2 separate regions of the Ovis aries genome follow, and region 1 is linked to region 2. A link is a contact called in public Hi-C data. All regions are on one chromosome and are shown on one strand. The core of a region is the stretch at or near the end of the contact, and the rest is flanking DNA. Distances in the headings are between cores, read along the strand shown.

Region 1 (6,455 bases), core at 3,203-5,702, 210 kb before region 2:
GCTGTGGATACATGAGAAATTCAATGAAGATTGATTGCCCAGGTGATCATTAGACCGCAGTTTGCAACCAGTGTTTATGACCTGGGGATCAGCTGTCTTGGACTCCAGCTTGGATTTGAACTTGAATAGGAAAAAAAAAAAAAAAAAATCCAGTCACCATACACCACAGCTGTTCCTTCCCTTCCCACACCCTGATGGGGCCCCACCATGCCACAGGGCAACACTTTTGCTAAAATAATTCCTCAGAAAATTGCTTTCCGGGGATTCCCTTCCTAAGACAGCTGCAAGGAAGCACAACTTGATCCTATATATCCTGAAACCTCCTGGTAACACCATTGTTCAGAAAAATCCAGAAGATGGGCTCTAGTCAGTAGGGGGTTGTTAATAAAATATTGAAAACACCTCAGATGCTGTGAGCTGATGGCTGTAAAATGGTGCTCATGGCCCAAATCCCAGTGGAATGTGGAGGCCATCTGGAAAAAAGGGAAAGGCTGAGCTGGAGGTTTCTTTAATAAACCCAGAGTTTCCCCTTGCAGCTGATGGGCACCTGAAATTTGACTCTCCAACCCCTCTTCCTTCCTTTCTCCTGCCTCATAAGGCAGCGTGGTGAGGTGAAAAGAACGCACATGGGGATGCTTTGGACTTAAGAGAGACGTGACTTTCAGCAAGTCACTTCCTTCCAAGCCTGTGGGGATATGGACTGAACACTGCACTTCACCTCCCAACATCTGCTTATCCTGCGGAGCCGCAGCAGTAATTTGGGAGAGTTGACCGGCAAGTCTACAGCTGGCCTGATTAGTCCAAGCGTTGGGGAAAACACTGGCTGAAACTGCCCACCCTGGCCAGGCGTAATGAGTTATCTCATATGCATGAGTTATGTCACATCGGGAAGTCTTGGTGAGGAATGCATAACTACCAAGCTACCACCAACGGGAAGAATACAGGAAAGGTCAAAAGGAGAAAGAAGACTCCAGCCTATTTGTCCTGCCAACCTCCCAGAAGCCTTCTCATTGGAATCCATCTTGGCTGAGCGATGCGCCAGCCACTAGGAAGAACCCTGAGTCATAGTAACTGGCCAGAGACAAGCCGGAAACTAACCCCATTACCATAAAACTCAAGGGCCATGTGGCAGAGACGTTCTCCTGGGTTCCCTTACCCTGCTGCTCTCCACCCAGGCACCCCTTCCCAATAAAGCCTCTTACTTTGTCAGCACATGTGTCTCTTTGGACAGTTCATTTTTGAGTGTTAGATGAGAGCCCACTCTCAGACCCCGGAAGGGCTCTCCCTTCTTACAACACGACAGCACCATTCCTCCCAATGGTGATTGGTTCTCTGATGAACTAAAACCTGATTTGGCCAAGGAACTGGGAAGAAGTGTCTGCTGGGGCATCAGCCTCCCTACCCCGCATCAGTGTTGGATCAAGAAGCCTCTTCTGACCACAAGTAAAACCAGCCTCGGGATGGAGCCTTCACCAAGGATGGCAAAGATAATCAAAGAATCTGAGTATCTGGTGACATTGTTGATCAACATGTCTAACTAATTCTTTCATACATCCCAGTCCCTAACCACATACATTCCTGCCATATTTAAGCCAGCCTGAGTTGCCAACACAGTGTAATCGATCCCAGGCAGCAGTCACGTGGGGAAAGGCCAGCAAGCATCTGGTCACAGAGCAGGCATTCAATAAGTTTTCTTTTTGCCTCATGCCTACATAAATGCAATCTTGAGAATGTGTCCCAAGAAAATCCCATCTCTTCCATTTTCAAGCATTAAATCAGGTACTCTCCTGTGAGCCTAATATGGCGCTAGACTCATGGTAGGTCTTCAGTAAATATTTGAAAGACTCTTAACCTGGGACTCACCTCTAAACGGTGATGTTGGCCATGCCTGGACTCCAGCTTATGGCTGGCTCAGTGAGAATGGGAAGTAATAATGGATGTGCATGTGAAGAGCAGAGGTCTCAGTCCCATTTCTCGACTCTGGGATGAGCACCAGGAGCACAGGTCCTCCACTTCCTCCACCCCCAGTCTCCATGCCTGCTCTCAGACATCTGCCACTGGTAAGGTGGTGCCGTCTGTGGCCGATCACCTACAAAGCAAACCATCTGAGGAATGTCTGGTATGCAGGGTTATGTGGTATGGCGTGGGTTTGTTTTTTCTGTTCATCATTTGGCAAGGGAATCCTGAACTATTTTGTCTGGAAGCACAAGCATAGAGCTGAGGACCCCAGGGGAGTGGAAATTAGAGGGAGGGAGCGAGACAGTTCGGCCTCTATTCCTGCACCTGGGACTGCGTGGTGCCATCGTCTACCTGGTGGTGTTTGCTCAGGCTCTGGCTTTTTCCTCTGGTCCCCCAGTGGAAGTCAAGTTGAAATACAGAAGCAGGAGTAGCAGCAGGAGAAAGAAGCTTCCTTGGGAAGGAAAGTTATAGGGAGAATAAGACAGGCAGGAGGCTGAGCTGTTTATAACACAGATTCAGTGTCTGGCTCCTGGGCTTTGTGTAGGGGACAGAATATGGCCTGGGAGTCATGGGATTTGGGTTCTGGCTCTACCTGAATGCTCCTGGAAACATTGACTTCTTGGAACAGCTTTGTTTTCAAAACAAACCTTCCCCAAGGTTTTCTGCCTTCTCGGTAGGTGAATACACCCAGAGAGAAGACTCTTCCAACGCCCAGCGTGACCACTGCATCTTGGTAGATCTGATATTGGAGGTCTCTACTTGTATCCATGAATGAGGGTGTCAAAATACAATTGTAAAATAAAAGCTAAAAAGCATGAATCTTATATAAATATAGAGTCAACATACATCAAGGATTTATTGAACTCATTCATGAAGGAACCAGCAGAATGGCAAGTTTCATTCAAAAAGAAAATTATTAATCATTGCTGGAATAAAGTATGTGGGCTATTATTGTTAAATTAATTATTTTATAAGGCAGTGAAACTATAACCATTGGTTTGTAATCTATTCTTCTGGACAAAATCATGGCGCCTCTGTAAGACAAGAATTAGCTATCAGTGCTGTCAGTCTCCTACGATTTCACATCCGTTTGAAGTAATCCAGTGCTTCAGTCAACTGGTAAATAGAAGGTCAAAACAAAGGAATATATCCCTAGAAAACTCAATAAGCCTCTAGTGTGTCTCCATGCAGTTTTTGTTTTTCCTAACTCCCAAGTTTTGGATACTTGAGCTGATGACCACCGCCCCCCACCCCCAAGGCTGTTGTAACCTAGAAGAGCATGATAATTCACATTAGAAGACTACCAGGTTCAAACCGTGGCCCACCACTTGGTGTACATATTCACCTCTATACTCCCTGAGCCATAGTTCCATCATCTTTTTCAAGTTAGGGTAACAGTACCCTCTCTTCCATCTCACAGAATTTTTGCGAGGATCAAATGAGTGAATAAATTGCTCTGGCTTTTGATTTATGGTGGACCAGCCACTGGGCTCAGCCCCAGCACGTGAAGCCTTTGATAAAAAGCAGGCTACACTGCAAAGCCCTTAACTCTCTGGGATGCTCTGGCAAACTCTGGTGCATCCAAACGACTGGACACCACCTTCATGCCGAGCTAGGAGAACAAGGATTGCAAGAGCCTTTGAAGGCCTTAGTCATATAAGGGTCAGAACCGCTGTGAAGGCTGCTTGTGACAGTGAAGCTTTGGAGGGACACCTCATCGAGGGTCATCTCCTCAGCCATCCCAGCGTGAGCTCACAAGCAGGCGTCTGTCACTGTCTTAACCAGGGGCTGGCAAGCTTCTACCAGGGGGCCAGATGGTGGATATTTAGGCTTGGCAGGCCACACATAGTCTCTGTTGTTGCATCGCCTTTGTTTTTATTTTTGTCTTTTCAAAACGTAAAGGCCATTTTTGGGCTCCCCGACTGCATAAAAGTAAACAGCAAGCTGAATTTGGCCCACAGTCTACAATTTGCCAACCCAGGTGTGACTAGCTTCAGAGGCAAGCAAACTGCCCCCGAATCCTGTTTTCTTCATTTTGCAACCATGTGAGTTTAGGCAAGCTTCCCTATCTCCCTGAGCCTGAATGTCCTTGTTAAAATTTTTTTGCAAAATACTGGCTGCTCATCTACTATCTTGCCAGGCACAAGTGTTTATGAGGCTGAAATACAATGAAAAAGTCCCAGCATGTCCAAGGAATGTGGCAGGAGGCTTCTGCTACTGCCTAAACCTGGCAGTGGTTTGGACTCCCCTGAGCCAAGGAGGGTCACAAAAGGGGAATTTGGTTCCATGATGATGGCCTGGAATCAGCAGGGCTACGTGACAACACCCCGAGGACTCAGATTCAGTTTGTCCGAGGTGGGTTCTGAGCATCAGTATTTTTTTAAAGGCTTCCTTGTTGAGTCTGACCTGCAGCCAAGGATGAGAACTCTGCCCTGCAGGAGTCACCCACTCACCGGTACACAGACGTCTGCTCCAGGTGGGCTGAAAGCTGTTGTCCACGCAAACAGCATGGTGCCTCTGCTGGCCTCATTCCCATCCACATCCAGCTAAGCCTGGTGTCCTTCAAAGCAAAGCCTTGCCCCAGTCCACTGTGGGCCAACTCCAGCTCCGGGTATCAGCTCAGAAGACTGTTTCATGTCAAAATCGATAACAAGTGTTTTACTGAGAGCACAGAAATGGCAACAGTAGTGGTGGCCAGATCGCCTGCTGTGACCGCCTCAGGGAAGAAAGCTGGCCTTTCAGGGCAAAGCCTAATGCAGGCCTGTTGTCTGACATGTAGACTAGCCCCCCTCTCCAAGCCCTGATCACAGACTCAGAGACTGAGGCTCAGAGAGGTCACCTAGCTGGCTCAAGGCCACTGAGCTAAGCAACAGTTTTGATAAAGAGAAACGTGCAATGAACCTCCAATAAGAAGATTCCTCCTGTGAATTACACTCCTGTGGTCTTATTGAAACACTTCCCTTTATGGCATTTTCTTTGTGACCGTGAGATCAAAACATTTATGCTGAGAATATCCAAGGGGCATTTTTTTTTTTTTTTTTTAATCTCAAAGGCTTATGGTTAACTCTATTTAAGAAGCAAATTCCTCCTCCCTTTATGGGAATTCAGACCCTGGGCAGTTCTGAGCAGGAACCGCTGTCCAAGTTGTCATGAATTTGCTTTTATGTGATAAATACATTCCTGAAGACTGGATAAGTAAAATTACTACTTCATAATTTAAAGGGAATTCCTGTGCATGTTTTGGAGTTTTGTTCATTTTGTTTTAGAAATAGGAGAATCCTTCTGCAAGGAGAATCATTTACCTTTATTTGGTTTGCAAATCTGGATTTTAGCATATTGGGTTTTGTTCATTATTTCTGTAATTTTGACTGTTTCTTTACTGACAGTTCTTCAGTTCTCACAGATGGAGTCTGTGCTTTTTGAATACCAACTCTTTAGTTCCTAAATGGAAGCAGTAAATGTTTCTTCAGAACCCTTGTGCCAGCCGTTGCTGGGCCAGATCACATCCACTGCCTCATTACCACTCAATAATTCTGCAGCATGAGTTGTATTGGCTCCGTTTGATAGATAAAGATGCTGAGGTGCAATATCTTTATCTGCTAAAGGGTAGAAATGGCATTCCGACCCAGTTCCGTCTGATTCCAGGGCAAGTGGCCTTTTCAAATCAAGAAGCCCACGGTTTTTCTCATCATTGAAAAACCAAAACAAAGAAACTCCATCCTCCGTGCCTGCATCCCCTCTGTGTGAACACACTGAACTCTGGCTGTGTAGCTAGGAAACTGGAGTGCTGGGAAGTGGAATGGGGTCAGGGGACCTGTCTTCGTATCCTGGCTCTTGGGTCCATGTGTAACTCACCTCCCCTCAGTAAATCTCAGCCTTCCAAGTGATCAGAGGTGGGAAAGGGGGTGCAGTTGGGCTAGATTGGCAGTTTTCTTTTAAAAAATTTTTTTTTAATTTGGCTGTGCCAGGTCTTAGCTGTAGATCTTCATTTTTCTTTGTGGGCATGTGGGATCTTTAACTGGCATGTGGGATCTGACTCCCTGACCAAGGATCGAACCCAAGCCCCCTCCGTTGGAACACAGAGTTTTAGTCACTGAACCACCAGGGAAATCCCTAGATTAGTGGTTTTCACACTAAATTTTCTTGGAGCCCAGGGTTTTCAGAAGGTTCCCAGGAGCCTCTCCTGCAGGAATGTGGGAAGGGGACACTGAAAATCAGGACCCTGTACCTGCTTCGATGGAGCTGCTTTTATCTGCTTTTGTGTTGGGTTTCCATGTGTATTTCCACTTGGAAAAGGGGTCTGGTGCTTTAAGAACTCACACACGAAGGCTATCTCCAGGTCCCTTCTAGCCCCATCCCCCCATTAATGTGTGAATATTAACACCAGGCACTGTGTCCTCTGCTAGGGAGCAGAGGACCCTGCCCTCTGAGAGCAGGTGGGGCAGGGGAGAGGCTCCCTGGCCACGTGAGCACTCCTCTGTCCAGGGGAGAAGCCC
Region 2 (6,341 bases), core at 922-3,421:
TATGTTTGGCACAGCAGAGAAAATTCACAATACATGGTCCCTCCAGGAGTTTCTCTAGTTCAGTTGCCTCATTTTATAAATGAGAAAACTGAGGCCGAGAGACAAGAGATGACTTGCCCTCTGCCACCCGAGCAGCCACAATTTACTGAGTACTTTGCTATGTGCTAGACAAAACGCTTTTCATTCTTTATCTCATTTTCATTCTTGTAACAACCCTAAGAGGGAAGAATTTGTATACCTACCTTACAGAACAGAAAACTGAAGCTTAAAGAGATTATAATGTGGTTAAGGCCATCTTGCAAGGAGGTAGCCAGGCCAAGTTTGGATTCCAGGGTCTAACTCTGGGGTCCCTACGCATAAACCTTATGCTGAGCTCCAAGCTGGGAAGTCAGCTCCCTGGGGTCCACACATCTGTATATGACCCAGAGGCCTTGAACTCTGTCAGTGTTCCAGTGGCTGGGTTCACATGTGGCGATTAAAGGGTCCTGGTGAATTTCTATACCATGCAGTGCCTGTGCACACAAATCTAGTGTTCTCACCATTAGGTCAGGGTATATTTTTTCCCCCCTCCTGGGCAGTTGGGTCAGTGGAAGAAACCTGATAAAATCCTGGGAGGAACTTGATCATTCTCTGAAGGACTTACAAGATGTTTGACCTGCCTGATCTGCTCAGATACCGTCCAGGGAATATTCAGTATCCATGTAGGACAGGTTGTGAATTATTCTGTGGGGACTGTTAACAAGACCCAACAAGACCCTCACCAGCTCTGCCTCAGCCAGTATCAAGCAGGGTTTGGGAACAGCCCTTTCTTCCCTTCCCATCGAAAGTCTGAAAAGAGCAGGCTTTTCCCCATGGGGACTGGGAGGAGTAAGAGTTATAGGAGGAAACCCTCCTACCTCTGAGCAAAGCTTGCTGTACAGAGCAGGGCCTGTTCCCTCCTCAGAGTTATAGCTGTGGATACAATGACTTGGCTGGGATAACATTTATCCCTGTGTTTTAGTAACCTAGTACCTGAGTGCCTAACATGGAAAGAGGCCAACTCGCTAAACTCAGTGCAAGGAAAATGATTAAAAGTTAGATCTGGTGGCATCATAGGGATCATCTACCCCTCATCCTCAGGTTTAAAGATGTAGCACAGAGGCCAACTGGCTTGTCAAGTTGTTAGAGCTTGTCAACTCGCTTGTCAGAGCTGCTGGTGAGAGAGACCAAAAAACTAAGTTGCCTGACTCTAAACTCAATAGCCTTTCCCGTTAAACTCGCAAGCTCCCACCCACACACCAACAAACACACCCCACCCTTTGGGGAAGTACCACACACAGGCACACACAGAACCGAGTCCTATGTCCCTCCTAAGGTATACAACTGTCTTTCCCCTGGGGGACAGAGAACCGCATAAGACAGATTTGCAGACGTTCTGGCCCGCACCAGCAGACATATACAGCACCCCAGGTCTCCCTCCAACTTGTTCTTTCTCTGCTCCAGTTGAGTTTCCAGAACATGAAAGCCAGCCCGTGCTGACACCCTGTAGGCAGGGCGGGCGCCGGGAGCGCATGGGCCTGGACACCATCGCGGTGGCTGCGGGGACCCCAGGTCCTGATGCTTAGCGAGCCGCTGGGTCTGGCGGCCCAGAAAGCGACGCGCATCCTCTACCTGCCCGGCTCGCTCCTCAGGCCTCCTGTGACTTAGGACGGCTCGGCTGGGGACCCTAGAGCCGGAGCGTGAACCCCGGGAGGAGGGGGCGCAGAGGGCGGAGGGAAGTACCCGGGCCCCCGGTCCGGGAGAGGCCCCAGTGCCCTCTCCCTGGCGTGCAGGTTTGGAAAACTGGAGGCCTCGCCCGGCGGCTGCCTCGGCTGGCTGCTCGGGTCCCCATATATAGTCATATCCACCGTCAACTGGGAGGCCGGCAGGCGGCAGCGAATGGGCGAGCAGCCCCCGCGGGAGCAGCGGGGAGGGCGCGGGGGGCGGAGGGAGGAGAAGGGGGAAAGGGGGCAGGAGAAAAAAGCTCTTCCAAAAAAGTATTGGCTGTCTTGAGGAATGCGGTCGCCCCCTTGGGAAAGTACATATCTGGGAGCAGCAGGCGGCTCGGCGCTCGCACTCCGGCTCCGCCGCTTCACCGCGCGCTCGCCTCCCTGCTCCCGCCGCAGCCCCAGGGCCCCTCGCCGCCGCCACCATGGACGCCATCAAGAAGAAGATGCAGATGCTCAAGCTCGACAAGGAGAACGCCTTGGATCGAGCGGAGCAGGCGGAGGCCGATAAGAAGGCAGCGGAGGACAGGAGCAAGCAGGTCTGCGCCTCCCAACCGTGCGCCCGGGGGTCGCCCGCGCCCCGCCCGCCCTGGGGCCCGGAGCCCCGGGACCCGGCCTAGCACCCCTTCCTGGCCCCTCACCCCGAGGACTCCGGGAGCCACCCCCACTCCAGGGCGCCTGAGAAGCGGGAGGGGAAGAGCAGGACTGGCTTATTCTAACTTTTTCTCTTACCTGGGGACGCTTATTTCCCTTCTCCGGTTGCCGGAGACCGTCAAGTCCCATCAAGTGCTAGAGGCACTTGGTTCTGAGGATCAGAAAACAATTTTGGATCTGGGGGTGGGGGAGAGGAGGAGGGTTGAAGGGAATCAAGTCCAGAAAGTGTTCGAAGTTCTTCTGGACTTTTGACCGGGGGAGATAAAACCTTCAACTGGGGGAGGGAGGAAGTCAGGGAGGGGGGAACGACAGTCACGGAGGTTTTTTTTTTTTGGTTAAAACAAAGATGGGACAGAAGAGAGTGTATGGCGGGCGCGGAATCGGGGGCCATCCATTTATTCTGCAACGCCAAGTTGTGGCCTTGAGCCCGCTGAGACCTCGGTAGGAGTGTCGTCCCCGGGAGCGGTGGGGGGTATGAAGTAGCCTCGGGACAAGAGGAGGTTACCTAGGGACCCTTGAACCCCAACTCGGTGGCGCCCCAAAGCTGAAGGGCCCCAGCCAACCCGGTGCCCGTGTTGTGTGTGTGTGTCTAACACCCGGTCCGTGCCGGCCGCCCGCGCCCGCCCGCCGCCGCCCCCCAGCTCGAGGAGGACATAGCGGCCAAGGAGAAGCTGCTGCGGGTGTCGGAGGACGAGCGGGACCGGGTGCTGGAGGAGCTGCACAAGGCAGAGGACAGCCTCCTGGCCGCCGACGAAACCGCCGCCAAGGTACCCCGGGCGCGCGCGGCGCGGCGCACGAATGGCTAACTCTGTCTCTCTCTCTCTCCCTCCCTGTCTTTCCCTTTCTCTCTCCCGCTGTCCCTGTCCTTCTGGCTCTGTGCACCCACAACCCTCCCTTGCGGGATCACGCTGCCTGCCGCACCCCCCACCCCGTCCCGTCCCCGTCCCCCACGGCCAACTCCCAGCTGGAAGATGAGCTGGTGTCGCTGCAAAAGAAACTCAAGGCCACCGAAGATGAACTGGACAAATACTCCGAGGCTCTCAAAGATGCCCAGGAGAAGCTGGAGCTGGCGGAGAAAAAGGCCACCGACGTAAGTGCACGCACACACTGCCCCCCTCACCTCCTGCCCTTGGGGCCTGCTCTGGGGGTCATCACAGGGGCCGGAAAACCATGGAGGAGGGTCACCTCCTCTCAGCTGGACACGTGCGCACAGCCTGCCATGGCCCAGAGCACTGGACGCTGCCCTCAACTGCTACTGCACAGTTCATTTTTATTTCATCCATTCCTCTCTCTTTTTTCTCCTTCTTTCTTCACCCCTGGGGTTGGAGGGGGTGGGGGTGGTGAGAATCTGGGAGAACACGGCAACTGAAATTGGACTCTGGAAGTGAACCCTTCCCTGTGGTGGCAGAAAACCTCTGAGGTGTCATCACCAAGGTTTGTGCAAATAGAATGCCTAGTTTTCTCCGTTTTCTTTTTGCCATCTCTGGTGGGTGGGAAGGCCTGGTTTTCAGTGACCAATCTAGTCAGGATTCAGAGGACCTGGCCTCTGTATTGAAAGAATGACATAGCGCGTGCTACTTATTCTGAGAAGGTTAAGCTTGATGGTGGGCCTCAGAAACCCTTGAGGCCTCCTTACCAGGGAAGTCTTAATCCAGCCCTTCAGATCTGCCTGGGAAGATGATACTTGCTTGAGTCTGCACTCTGAGGGCACTAGATCCAGAAAGTAAGCTGGGAGTTATATATAGCTCAGTGCTTTATATGGTATAGTGTGCTAGCTGCCCCTGGTTCCCCTGCTCGCCCCGCCCCGACCTGCCAGCCTCCGACAGCCACCACATAGTCTCGAGGATGATGCATACACCACAAAAGCTCTGCCAGTATTTTGTCCACTGCCCTCTGAAATCTCTTCTAGCTGAAGAGCTTGCCTCTTCTGCTGCATAAGTCAAGACAGGCATTAGATTTCCAAAGGAATGACTTCTTTTTCACACCATTCTGGAAGCTAATTAAGCCTAGAGGCCCAATTAGGCAAAAATTCCTAGGGAAGTGAGCAACAATTTCAAGAATGTATGAGCACCAGGGAAAGCTATGCCCAGAAAGTTGAACGACGAAGTGCAACGGCAGAATTTTTTTGTATGGGAGTAAAGTGTACATTGATGGAGGGTCTGGGTTTTGAAATCAGTAAAGGCTTTCTGTGATGTGAAAGGTGTGAAATGTAATCTCCAAGGGTGCTTTGTAAATGAGAGATCCAGACACAGGACATTTAGAATCTGACAAAAATAAAAAGTTTCAGTGAAGAGGAAGGTCCCTGGAGAGGAGGTTCAAGGAAGCACTGATTTAGCTAAAATATTTAAGTCACAAACTACCTGGCTTTAGAAAAAGAGCCAAAAAACACATATAACTCTGCACCAGTTTTGTATAATGTAGATCAGATGTCTGCTCCGTATATGGTTAAGTGGAGGATGCCTGTCTCCCCCAGATTCTCCAGCAGGACGTTTATTTAGCTTTTTCAAAAGAGCCGCTGATAGATCAAGGAGAGATATTCCTTATAAGGAAAAGAATGCAGAGAATTTGAAAATAGCCCAGTAAGACTGAAAGCAAGAGGAGAAAAAAGCTACTACAATTCTTAAGGGGGAAAAAATCATAATTATTGTGTAACTATGTGGTGCTATCATGTCTTTATTGAAAAATCTTGTTTAAGGGAGCTTTGGAATGAGATGAGGCAGAAGTAGCAAAGAGGGTATTTAAAGCTAGTTGGAGGGGGGAGTGGGTGGAGCCAGGAGGAGGGGGAGGTTTCTGAAACTGTTTTCCCCCTCCCACTGGAAAACTGTCTCTAATATGGTACACTTTTTTTTGAGGGGGGGGGTAGCATATTGATTATCTTCCCCTTTTAGGGTTGTTTGCAACCTGTAGGGATGTAGAAGACATTCGTGAAGAAATGCTTTATTTAGAGTGATTCCTAACTAGTAAAAATAGTCAAGACCTGAGGAGGAAGAGACAGATGTCACAAAGGGAAGGAGGAGGTAGGAGAGAGGTCAACTTCCTGAGGTTGAATCATGTTACCTTTGGGACTAGGGCATTGGATTGTCATTACTCACCAGTGTAAAAGATTTTTACATTTTTCTACTGCTAAAAACACTTTTCTACCAAATTTTCCACTGATTTTTTACCAAGCAATTTACAAATCCTATTCCAGAAATGGGCTCTTCCCAGCTTGAAAGGTTGTAGTTTGCACCGTCAAACCTCTGATGGCTTTGTTTTCTACTTTCTTGTGGTCTCTCCACCTAAGTGAGGCTGGAGGGGATCAAGGGCTCCATTTTCTTTGGCCTCAAACCCATCCCCCAGTAACTGTGATGTCTATGACATCTGCAATATGTGAGTCTTTATTCCCTGTAGGTCTTTTCTTCCTAAATCAGTGATTCTCAACCTTAACTAAACATGGATGGTTTAAAAACTTAAAATCCAGGCTGCCCCATAGGCCAATTAGAATCACTGGGATTGAGGTGATTCCAATGTGCAGCCAAGGCTGAGAACAACTGTCCTAAACTCTTTTGTATAATGACATCAGCATGAAAGTGAACTCACCTGAAACTGACTTTCCCAGGTGTTTGAAAAGCAAGACATTAAGTCACTAGTTGGCTGCTTGGAGCATGTGCACGTGTCCAGCATTTTCCAGGGCTCCTGAAGGTTCCCAGATGCCCCCTCTCCCACCCTCAAAGTTGGAGACCTACCGTCTGTACCCTTAGGGAAGCAGTTGTGACCACCCTCCTGACTAGACAAACTGTGGAAACAAAGCAAGAGGCTCCACCTACAGGATGCGAGGGCCCATGCTGGGACTTGTGAGTCTCAACAGAGACTGTGATAATGTCCTTAGCAAATGAATCAAGAAAGCAAGTTCAGTTGTTAAGGGCTTTCAAGGAGAAGGGGATTGTCAACTGTGTTTTCTTT

Evidence for each region. A called contact is a pair of places that touch in the nucleus more often than the background predicts.
Region 1: a Hi-C map of tail adipose tissue shows a contact between it and region 2, with 5 times the contacts expected there. The contact joins the enhancer-like site here to the promoter of TPM1 in region 2. A contact is called at or near these places in 4 of 16 Hi-C or Micro-C datasets (liver, mixed tissues, muscle and 1 more).

The regions. Positions count from the first base shown.
Region 1 is chr7:45,416,693-45,423,147 of ARS-UI_Ramb_v3.0, reverse strand. No RefSeq gene overlaps it. Among named protein-coding and RNA genes, the nearest start is that of TRNAG-CCC, 150 kb to the right of the region's middle. Within about 2 kb of position 4,452, at least 3 of the 54 cell types and tissues checked have an H3K27ac peak or open chromatin away from gene starts, as enhancers often do.
Region 2 is chr7:45,203,915-45,210,255 of ARS-UI_Ramb_v3.0, reverse strand. It overlaps TPM1 (tropomyosin 1), which reads left to right and starts at 2,171. Exons shown (of 9, transcript NM_001126351.1): 1 at 2,171-2,284; 2 at 3,364-3,489. The coding sequence starts at 2,171. LOC132660183 (a long non-coding RNA gene) reads right to left here and starts at 2,641. Exons shown (of 2, transcript XR_009601486.1): 1 at 2,478-2,641.